Regions from separate parts of the Columba livia genome. Here region 1 is linked to region 2. A link is a contact called in public Hi-C data. All regions are on one chromosome and are shown on one strand. The core of a region is the stretch at or near the end of the contact, and the rest is flanking DNA. Distances in the headings are between cores, read along the strand shown. Region 1 has its middle 13 kb from the start of TRNAI-UAU. Region 2 overlaps LOC110365678.

Region 1 (5,308 bases), core at 2,583-5,082, 270 kb before region 2:
ACTGGAAGAAGAGAACTTCTTTATACTAAGTTGTTTTTCTCATCTTTTACTTTGCATTTTATTTAGTATTTAAATGACTTTGGCTGCTGACATAAGGCAATGCTTATCTCCTGCCTTATACACAGAGAAACATCTGAGCAATGTTCTTGCATGTCATTGATACGGTAACTTTTTTTCACTTCTGGCAAAAAACAGAGCCAAGGTAGTCCCAACAGATGTGTTTGGCTAGCACTGTGACTGGGTGATCTGGTTTCCATTTGCTTCATTTGGAATGGGGAGGACATTCAGAAATCAACAGGTTCCTTCCACAAGTGAGGTGCAAATTAAGGTGAATGGCACAGCAACTTTTCTAGCTTGGGCATCTTTTAGTTGCTCTTGGAGCTTGGATTATCTTGGCTTAATGTGTACCAATCTTTTCACAATGTGGAGGGGTATTATGAGTGTGTTGTGACCGTTGTAGAGCCAGGAGTTGAGGAGGACAACATCCAGCAGCATTGCTAAGGTGTGGCCCATGGTGGGCTGTTGCTTCCTTGTGCAGTGTGATAACTGGAAAACTACAATTCCTTGATGTCTCTACTGAATGCTGGTTTGAAATACAAATCAGACTGTATTCAATTTTTATATGGAATGTTTATTCCTAAGTTGCTTGTTTTCTCTGGAATCTAATCCATTATATAATGGGGTGAAAATTCCTGTAGCTTACTGCATTAAGTGCTGGACAATATAAGGAAGTTTAAGGGTTTAAGGGTCAATTTGGAAAGTAACATAGACCAGAAGTTTCCAGTAACAATTGTGGTTTGGATATAGTTGAAATAAGAACAACACATCTAAATTCAATTGTACTCACATTAGCTAAATAATAATCTTAGAGTAGATGTGATCAATACACATCGGAGGCTAGCAAGCCATATCCTGAAAGAAAACTATATCTGATACAGACAAACTTGGGGAGAAAACTGGTAGTGATGACAAGCTATGAAAGTGCTGGTCCTAGCTGTCTCATTCAATAAATAATCCTGAAGAGGTATTAGCAACATTAGTAGTAGCAGCATTTGGCCATCTGGCTTAGCTTCTGTGTGAGGTGGGGTTTTTTGGTCTTGTTTGTTTGGTTGGGATTTTTTGGTAAAAAAGCAAACAAAACCCCCCACAAAAACAAAAAACCCACACCACTGTTAGAGGAACTGCATCTGCTGAAATAGTAGGAGAACTTGGCCCTGTGTTTTAATGTTTCAGTTCCTTGTGTTCTGTACATGCTGCACTTGGATCTCACGTGATCATTTGATTTAATAGGGGCAGATACTTTCTTGGTGTTCACGGACCACCAAGGTCCATGAAGTCCTAGTTAGTGGTCGGTTCAAATATGATTCATCAGTCGAACCATGGTGGTGGTCTGCAAGAAACCTTGAGGTGGCTTCAGACCTCTGAACCTTTGTCCTGTAGCACTGGTGGCTGCAGCTTCAAGCTTGTGTTGGCTGTTGTTGCACTGTGGACAAAAATCCAAAACAAAATAAAACAACAAGAACCACCAAAAAAAGCTGTTTCTCTCTGTTGTGTAATCAAATCTACTGTCTTTACTGTTTCCTTGGCTTGGAATTGTAAACATGAGTGTTGATCTGGCAAAAATGCTTCTTGTTCATTCTTTACTGAGTGGGTATTTATGAGCTACTCAGAGTAAATGAGTTTTTGCTGTAGCTTAGTGTCGCTGTTGACTGCATTTCCCACCCATTCTGTTTGTGTCTTGTTTTACTGAAACTCTTTTCATCTTGTGTCTGTGATAAACAATGTAACATTCACAAATTATCAACTTAAGTGTAAAATGTCATCTTACTACATCTAATTTTTTTGACTGACGTTTAATTTTTTCCTAAAATTTGGCTTTCTTCATCCCATAAGAAAATGAAATAAAGGATGAATGTTTTAATCTCTGAGCAAAGGCTTTTTTGCCTTTTCTTCATGCTACTGCTAGAACTAAAACTGCCTTGAAATACATAGTTGATAGTATTTCTTGGTATGTGATTCATACCTTAATCAAACTGACAGACATCAATGGAGCACTTAAAATTTTTTATGCTTGGAATTAAGTTCTGCAAAATGCTTCTGGAATCTCCTGGTAATTTCCTTTTATCAATGTAAGTGATGCAGCATGAATCCATCATAATTACTGTGGAGCTGTACCAAATTAGATTATATGATTGAGGCCCATTTTTTCCAATGGATTTTTTTTAAGAAATGAGAGATGGTAACAAAGGAGCAGGCTGTGTACTATTCCTTATTTAGTAAGTTTGTTCTCCTCTATATAGAAGAGACTTATTTCTTCTGTTCAGTGTTCCCCGTTAGATTGCTTATGATCTGTTCACAGTGACTGTCAAGTACTATTCCAGTGTGGTAGAGTTATAGTTTTGTTCCTGTTTACTTCAGTGCAAGGCACAGACAAATCAGGCTTGTGCTGTTAGGCATCTGTATCTGGTAAAGCCATGTGTGACTAAATTTGGTGTAGTGGCTCACATTCTTGATTTGTTTACACTGATAGAAATTGAGGTCCATATTCACTCAACTAAGCAGAGTTATTTCAGATTTGTATTGGTGAACCGAGAACAAAATATCTGTCGTCTGCTTAAAGTGTTGGATAAACTCCTTAGTCTCATTTATCTGAGAAGTGCCAATCAAACAATAGAGGACAGGGCATGAATGTCAGGCTGCTTTGTAGGTAGTGGTTGTGCAAGACAGACCATATTATGTGATATCTCTGTATGTGTACCTATATTAAAGTTACTGCAGATAATCTAGATCATAGTGAAAATGACATTGTGGTACTTTCACATGAGTTCATTTTTTTTTCTATAGTGACCTTTTGCTAGCCATACAACTTAATTTTGGCCAGTAGATGAAAAGTGTTGTCTCCTGGCAAACTGGATAGGAATTTTGGCAATTGCAGTAGGACATATCTGTCACTTGGAGGAGAGGACAACTCGTCATCCATAACTAGATGTAGGGAAATAAAAATCAATTAAAAATATGGACTCCTGAGTTTTCCAACAAGTCTACCACCCTTGATTGCAGCCCTGTGAAATGGAACACCAGCCCAGGCTGCTGGAGGGGATGGTGTCCACCCTGACACGCATCTTTCCTTTGTGCATAGCCAGAGGAACCTGCAGACTTGAATATCCTATTCCAGAATTGTCACTAAGCACGAAACATTGCTTTTGGGGCCTGCTGCTGACAGGGGGAACCTTCTGGAAGCCTATGGTGCTGCACTGTATGCAGCATATGGGAAATACAGGCTATTACCAAGTGTTGGGTGGCCATCCCATTTCCCATTAGGGGGAAGTAGAGCTACTATACTTGACTACAGCTGACCTTGCATCTATATGCACAAATGGTTGATCCAAAAATATTTGTTATTCTTCCTCAAATTGATAAGATTAAACAGGTCTGAATAGCTTTGAGTGTTCAGATGCCTGTAACTGAATCTTTGGAAAGAGTACTTAGACCATTCAGACAAACAGTTTTCAGCAGATGGCAGCATTGCACTCTGTAACTTTATTTTTCCAGCAGTGGTTTTGCAACTCTTTAGGCTGGTAGAAGGCTGCCAGCTAAAGAGTAATCCAAAGCCCCTTCTAAAATGTTCTGAAATACAGGTCTTAGTAGATTATGATAATCGGGTATTGTTTCAGGCTCAAGGCTTTCATATGGAAAATACCACTGTGCATAAAAAAACATTATACTAAAAAGCAATGCAAGTATACCTCAGTCTTTTCTGTTAACTCTTTTAGTAACTTCTTTGAGACACAGGAAGGCTGTTTGATAAAAGTGTTCTCATTTGTAAAAATATTAGCAAATCATTTAAAGATGCAAGAGTTCAAACTGGAGCCGTGTGTGTAGAGCTGTAAGTGACTTACTGCATATTTTGTCTTTAAGACTACAAAGCTCCCCCATTCCTTCTTTAGAAAAAAAAATGCTGACTTTCCTAGTCCTTTTTGTACTATACCTTTTAAACAACATGCAGCCTGATCATCAGAGCCCATAACTAGGCAGATGGCCAAGTGGATGTACTCTTTTTAAATATTATCAGCTGTTTAACAGTGTTCAAAGGTTCAGATTTAATAGTTAATTTTTGTCTATGAGAACTTAAGAATATTGCATTGTATATAACACACATGCTTGATTGTACATTCAGTCTGGTCAATTTATAGCAATTATGGCAAAATTGGAGGGGTTCTCCCTCCTTGCCCCACCTCCCCCGTGGATTCATAAGAGTTCCAGTAAGACAGTGGAAGAAATGAAAGCTGTTCCTGCTACTAAAGGAAAGGGCTGAATTCAGAGACCTTTTCAGAAGAAAACTTTCTAGTTCCAGATAGACATCTGTCTGTGATGTATCACTAGAAACATAATCTTAAACTGCTGAAGAGGCTGCTTTTTTTGTAGTTGTTTTTATTCTCTTAGTGAGAATATAGGGCTATTCTTAGGTTTGGCACAAGATGCACTTTGAGAGCACTGCATTACAACCGGCTAGCACTGATGTATATGGCAACACAAAACACAAGGCAACAATAAATGGAATCTACGTCAACCATTACAGCCATTCAGGAAGAGGTTAATAGAACCCTACTTCTCTTGCAGATTATGCCCCACAACTGTTGAGTAGAATCAAGTATATATTAAATTAGTGGTCTCTTTAAGAAGGTTTATGCACCTACTTCAGAGTTTGGCATCAGAGTGAATGAAGAAACCTTTATTCTTTCCCTCTCCTTTTTTTTTTTTTCTTTTTCCCCCTCGTGCAGGACAAAATAATAGTGTAAGTAAAACCAAAGTTCAGGCTGAATCATTTAGATTGAACTCTGGTACAATTCTGCTTTTTGTCATCTAAATGAATCACAATGAAAATTTTGAATGATTCTGGTTTTTGTGGTCAAAGTACAAGATTGCAGGTGCCAGACTGTTTTGCCAAGATGGATGAACAGTTTTTCAGTTATATGCTGTCAGGATGTGACCAGCTCAGTATTCTGGAACCCATTAAGCATATGCAAACTTCACTTGAATGGGAGACTTTCAGGAACATCAGTAGCATGGGAATTGGTATATTATTTACATCCTCAGAACATGGTCTGGTGGTCAGAGCAGTCTAAAGCATGCTTTTTTTCCCTCCCAACCTACATAAAGGCATTAGTGAACAAAAGTTGCATGTTATGTAGTAGAAATCGGTGGCAAGGGACTGTTTGGCCTACCTGGACTTCTCTTGCAACTTGACCAGAGTAATAAGAATTGGAATTAACTTCCTGTCTTCTTCAACAGTTAAGTGGAGTTGCAT
Region 2 (5,618 bases), core at 1,713-4,212:
TGCGGGGCTATGTGTATATGTATGCAAGTTTTATATATAGAAAAATCTAACATTGACAGTCTTGCTGTAGTCTCCATGGGTTCTAAGAACAGAAGGTAGACAGCAGCTTTGCTGAAGTTGCTTAAATTTATAGTAAGATCGTATGGGTTCAGTATATAGGTGAGAGACAGATTTTAACACCACATGCAGCCAACTCTGCTATGAAGTACAGCGCAAACATCTTTTTTTACACTGGGAAATCTTTATTTTTTTCCCTGTGTACACATGGATGTGTAAACTCTGCATGTGCTTCCTTTTGATTCTGTTTCTTCTCTTCCTCACTTGTTGAATGTCTTCATGCAGTGAGGACAGGCAAGATCCAGATTCCTGGATGTGATTAAAAGGTCCCATCCTCTTGCAGTTATTGTTATTTCACTTCTCAGAATCGCAGGGGAGAGCAAGTCTTAAAATGTTCAGAGCCTTTTCTTTTGTATAAGTATTCAGCAATATTTATCTGAATGATCTGATACAAAAATGTATTGGAAAGGAAAATTTCTTTGGCATATGCTTCCTCATTAGAGTTACACTCAAAACAGAAATATTTTGTGTTTTACTTTGAGAGTTTGTTGTTTCTACATCCATCACGAGTGGAAATTGGAAAAAATATGTATGAAAATATATAGGCTATTACTTGTGCTGTCTAGTGACTGAACTGAAATAGTTCCGGTGGCATATGGACTAAAATGAACATAGCACCCAAAATGGTTCAGGGAATTAGAACATTTTTTTTTTCAGTTGCAGATGGCATGAGAAGAATCCCTTGGTAATTATTGCTTTGGAGAAGCCTAGGAGGTTCCGCCTGAATATGAAGAGAAACTTCTTTCCTTTGAGGGTGACAGAGCACTGAAGAGGCTCTTTAGAAAGGTTGTGGAGTCTCCTTCTCTGGAGACATTCAAGACCCGCCTGGACACGTTCCTGTGCAATCTACTTTAGGTGAACCTGCTTCAGCAGGTGTGTTGGACTAGATGATCTCCAAAGGTCCCTTCCAACCCCAGCCTTTCTATGATTCTGCAAACTGGAGGGGCTCAGAACTGATTCCCACACCCCGAGGACTGTATGTCTTTTTACATCATATTTAATGTACTTTGAGACAACAAAACAGAATCTCCCCCTCTGCTGACACCAACTCTGTGCTGTGTCTGTAGCTCACCAGAGTGCTGGAGCTCTGAGGACATCCATTTGGCACAATCCTTAACTCCAAAATTCCTCGAGAGATGTAATTTTTTTTTTGTGTTGCCAGTTCATTTCACACAGACAATATCACCAACCACAGCCATGAGTCTTTTGACACAAGATGGGTTTCCCAATGGGCTCTTGTCAGTGGTGTTCCTTGGTGGGTCAAAGGGTTCATTAGCGAGGAGCTTAGCCTCTCTTCCAGCGAGCTGAGGGCTGGTTTAGTCTTCTTCACCTTGTTGATTTAACAGTGCATTAATTTGCTGGTCCTGAGTGGGGAAGATTATAAAACTTTATATCCCCAAATATGACATTCTTTCAAACTTAAAATCTTTGTAACAGCCACTAACATATTGAGTTGTTTTAAAATCTTGCTGTAGGAGTGTTTATCTATGGAAAAATTGCTTGTGTGGGAGAAACATTTTGCTTTTCAACAGTGGCTGGGAAAATTCATTTATTTGCACCGAAGGAAACAACAGAAGAAAACTCCCTTTATTTTTCCCATTAGAAAGACTGTCTTAGAACATCAAGAAAAATAACACACTTTTTAGGAGGAGGCTGGCTTGAGCCTCATTTGAAATTATTTCCTGTGAGTTTTAAGCTGCCCTCTTTGTAAAAATGGGGTTTTTTTGGCTGTTGTTACTGAGGGGATCCAGACCCGGGGTGTGCTGAGGGTGCGGGGCTGGGATGCGGGAACCGTCGGCACCAGCTCGGTGATGCAAACCGGGTGTTTTCTGTGGTACCAGCCCCAAACCCCGGCGGGTTTTTCACACAGGCAAACGCGAGCAGTCGCAGGTGGCCGTGGTGAGAGCCTGCCACTAGATCCCTTGGCAAGAAGGTGGCGCTGGCACTCCGAGATTGGGAGTCCTTGCGGTGGGTGACTTTGCATCCACAGGAGCACCTTTCACACGACTTACACAGGCTGCATCAAGTGGAAAAACAACTTCCTTGCAGTTGTTTTAAGTTGTTGGGGTAGAGGTTTTAGAGGGTTTAGTTTGGTGGGGTTTGTTTGTTTGTTTGTTTGTTTGTTTTGTTTTGTTTTGTTTTGTTTTTTAATGTGTGTGGGCTTTTTGTGTGGTGTTTTTTGTTTGGGTGTTTGGGGATTTTTTTGTGTGTTTTTTTGTTGCGGTGTGGGTTTTTTGTGGGTTTTGTTTGTTTTTTGGTTTTAGGGGTTTTTTTGGTGTGTTTTTTTTGGTGAGTTTTGTTTGGGTTTTGTTTTTTTGAGGGTTTTTTGATTTTTTTTTAATGGGAAGTGTGTTTTCGGTTGTTTTTTGTTTTTTTGTTTGTTTTTTAGTTTTGTGGGGTTTGGGTTTTTTTGCTTGTTTTTTGTTTGTTTGTTTTTGTGTTTTGTTTTTTTTTTATTTTGGTGGGGTTTGGGTTTTTTGTATTTTCGGTTCTTTATGTGGTTTTTGTTTTTTTGTGTTTTTTGGGTTTTTTTTGTGTGTGTTTCGGGTTTTTTTGTGTTTTTGTAGGTTTTTTTGGTGTCCTTTTTTTTGTGTGTGTGTGTTTTTTGGTGGCTTTGTTTTGTTTTGGTCTATTTATTTATTTATTTGGTTGGTTGGTTTTGTTTATTTTCTACTTTCTCCAGTGACTGGCACTTGGAAATCCTGCTCCCCTGCAAACAGGGTCCTCTCTTCTCCTGTGAAGCGCAGCCTCAGCTAGCACACATGTTGCACCACCTCCATTGTATCCCAGCACAAACCAGCTTTGGAAAGCATTAGGTTCTAATAGGCCTTTTTGTAAGGAGGGTTTGTGACTCTGGGAGTGACCTCTGCAAGCAGTGGTTCCTTTTGGTGAGGTGAAGGATGTGGTGCTGTGAGCCGGGACCCCTCTCTTGGTGTCAAAACCAGGTTTTCCTGGTTTTGGTGACTTAAGTGCTCAGGATGTAACTTCGAACTCCACTCTGTTCCCAAAGTATCTTTTTCTTTTGCCCACTAGTTGTTTGTTTGTATCTGAGTCCATGTGTTAGGTATGGCTTTATAAATGTGAGATCATACAATCATGGAATAGTTTGAGTTGGAAGGGACCTTCAAAGGTCACCTAGTCCAACACCCCTGATGTTCTCCAGGCTGCCTATGAATGGGTCTTAGTGAGAGTAAATTGGATTCATTTGAACCTTGAACTTCAAGGCATTCTCTTCCAGCACCTTAATTTTGGTGTTTAACCAATCACTGTGGTGAGTACCGGCCATATACATGGCAGAACAAATGATTATTGTTATTTTCAGCATGCTATAGTTGTGTGTGCGTGGTGTATACATAAAATAGAGGCTCCCACTTACACGGTGTTCTAGGGTGCCAAGTGTTTCTCCTTCTAAGACTGCGTGCTTTGCCATATACACTGACTACAGTTTTTATGCACCATAAAGTATAGGATAAGAAAGGGTTAAGTCTCCGTTGTTGCCGGCTGTGCAAATGACCCGTGTGTACATAGCTGTATTTTTTTCTGGGCAGATCTTTTTTATATATATATAATAACTAAACTACGACATTAAAAATTCAAGTTCTTAAATCTTATGGGTTTTTTTGTTTTTTTTTAACATAGGGAGTAATTTGGTAACAAAGTACTATCCCAATGACAAATTTTTCTATATTAATTTATCTGTTAAGTCAGTGGGGGAGGGATGGGAGAGCTGGGGAATGGTGGCTGTGTATAAACTCGAGGCTGCATTTGGCAATTCACCCGAGCGCTTCCTGCCAGCACAATGGTTACCCCAGCATGCAATTTGTGCAAAACGGGTAGATGATTTTCTTCATAAGCATTAAGTACAAAGGGTACTCCATGATGCCATCTAATTGCTTAATCCCCAAGTAGTTCTTTGGGCATTTATTAAACACTAATTGCATGTGTAAATGTTCCTAATTTACAGCGTGTGAAAGTTGCAATGAATGCACACAACAGGATGTCAAAGTGACATTTCATGGAAAGATGCAGTTAAGGCAGTGTTAAGTTACTTCTAAATAGGATTAATCATTTATTAAAGTTCAAAGCTCATCAGAGCACAAGAACAAGCATATGATTTGTTATTGTTCAAAAGTAACTTGTGGAGGGGAGTCATACCTCTAAAATTTCTATGATATAACTTAGTACACTGCAGTAAATGATGAACTTAGACTTAAAAAAGCTAAGTGAGGTGAGCAATTCAGCACAAGGCAAAGAACTTGTCTTGGCAACCGTTGCACAAAGCCTGATTGGGCTGTTAATTAGTGCTTGCATTGTAATAGAGCCATGGAGTCCCAGGCACTGTACAGAGCTGTGGGGGTGGGGGGTGTCCCTGCCCTAGAGCTTGTGTTACTTCTGCTCATGAGATGTGGGAACATATCAGTCTTGCAGGGTGTAGAACATCCATAAAGGTGTCGGGACAGGTAACTGGCAGTATTTGGAAAGGAACCTGCAGCCCTGTTGCCCAGTGCTCTGCCCAGTGTTCCCACCACTGGAGTCAAAGCTTTGATCCTCTTGGATCTTGAATATGACCATAGATATATGCACAGGAACACAAATAACAGTTGGCACCTGAGCTCTCAGGAAAAGCTCCCAAGTCCTAGGTGCTCTCTGTTTGTGCTGGATTTCACAGGGAAAAGTAGATCAGGAAATCATAGGATGTAAAAAAAAAAAAAAAAGTACTTTTTGAGACATGACTGTATGCTTTAAAATCATTACTGCCTGTGAACCCTACTTTGTGCTGCACACTGCTCAGACATACAGAAGTATCTTCAAAGAGGGAGAAAAAGACTTGATGTTTTATAGTATCAACAGGAGCAGAGTTCAGAATGGTGATGTTCAGTCAGCCTGCCCACCCAGCTCAAACACAGCCCTAAGTCACATACCTTTACCCTGTGTGAGATGTATCAGCTCTGGGACTTTTCTGGTTCTTTAGTGGATGCTGATGCACCTGCATCTTGGGACTTAAGGAGAGGCAATAATTCCTGCGGGTACTAGAGTGTGGTAACCCCAGGTTCCAGTATAAATTGGGGAATGATCCATTAGAGAGCAGTGTAAGGGAAAGGGACTTGGGGATCCTGGTGGACAGCAGGATGACCATGAGCCAGCACTGTGCCCTTGTGGCCAAGAGGGCCAATGGCATCCTGGGGTGTATTAGAAGGGGGGCAGTTAGTAGGTTGAGAGAGGTTCTCCTGCCCCTCTACTCTTCCCTGGTGAGACCACGCCTGGAATACTGTATCCAGTTCTGAACTCCTCAGTTCAAGAAGGACAGGGAACTGCTGGAGAGAGTCCAGCATAGGGCAATGAAGATGATGAAGGGAGTGGAGCATCTCCCTTATGAGGAAAGGCTGATGGAGCTGGTCTCTTTAGTTTGGAGAAGAGGAGACTGAGGGGTGACCTTATTAATGTTTACAAATATACAAAGGGTGAGTGTCACGAGGATGGAGCCAGGCTCTTCTCGGTGA

What was found. A called contact is a pair of places that touch in the nucleus more often than the background predicts.
Region 1: a Hi-C map of liver shows a contact between it and region 2, with 4 times the contacts expected there. The contact joins two enhancer-like sites. A contact is called at or near these places in 2 of 2 Hi-C or Micro-C datasets (crop and liver).

What each region holds. Positions count from the first base shown.
Region 1 is chr3:94,588,460-94,593,767 of bColLiv1.pat.W.v2, reverse strand. No RefSeq gene overlaps it. Among named protein-coding and RNA genes, the nearest start is that of TRNAI-UAU, 13 kb to the left of the region's middle. Within about 2 kb of position 3,832, at least 2 of the 3 cell types and tissues checked have an H3K27ac peak away from gene starts, as active enhancers do.
Region 2 is chr3:94,316,860-94,322,477 of bColLiv1.pat.W.v2, reverse strand. All of the region lies in intron 3 of LOC110365678, which reads left to right. LOC135579116 (a long non-coding RNA gene) reads right to left here. Exons shown (of 4, transcript XR_010471593.1): 4 at 2,550-5,618. Among named protein-coding and RNA genes, the nearest start is that of TRNAI-UAU, 280 kb to the left of the region's middle. Within about 2 kb of position 2,962, at least 2 of the 3 cell types and tissues checked have an H3K27ac peak away from gene starts, as active enhancers do.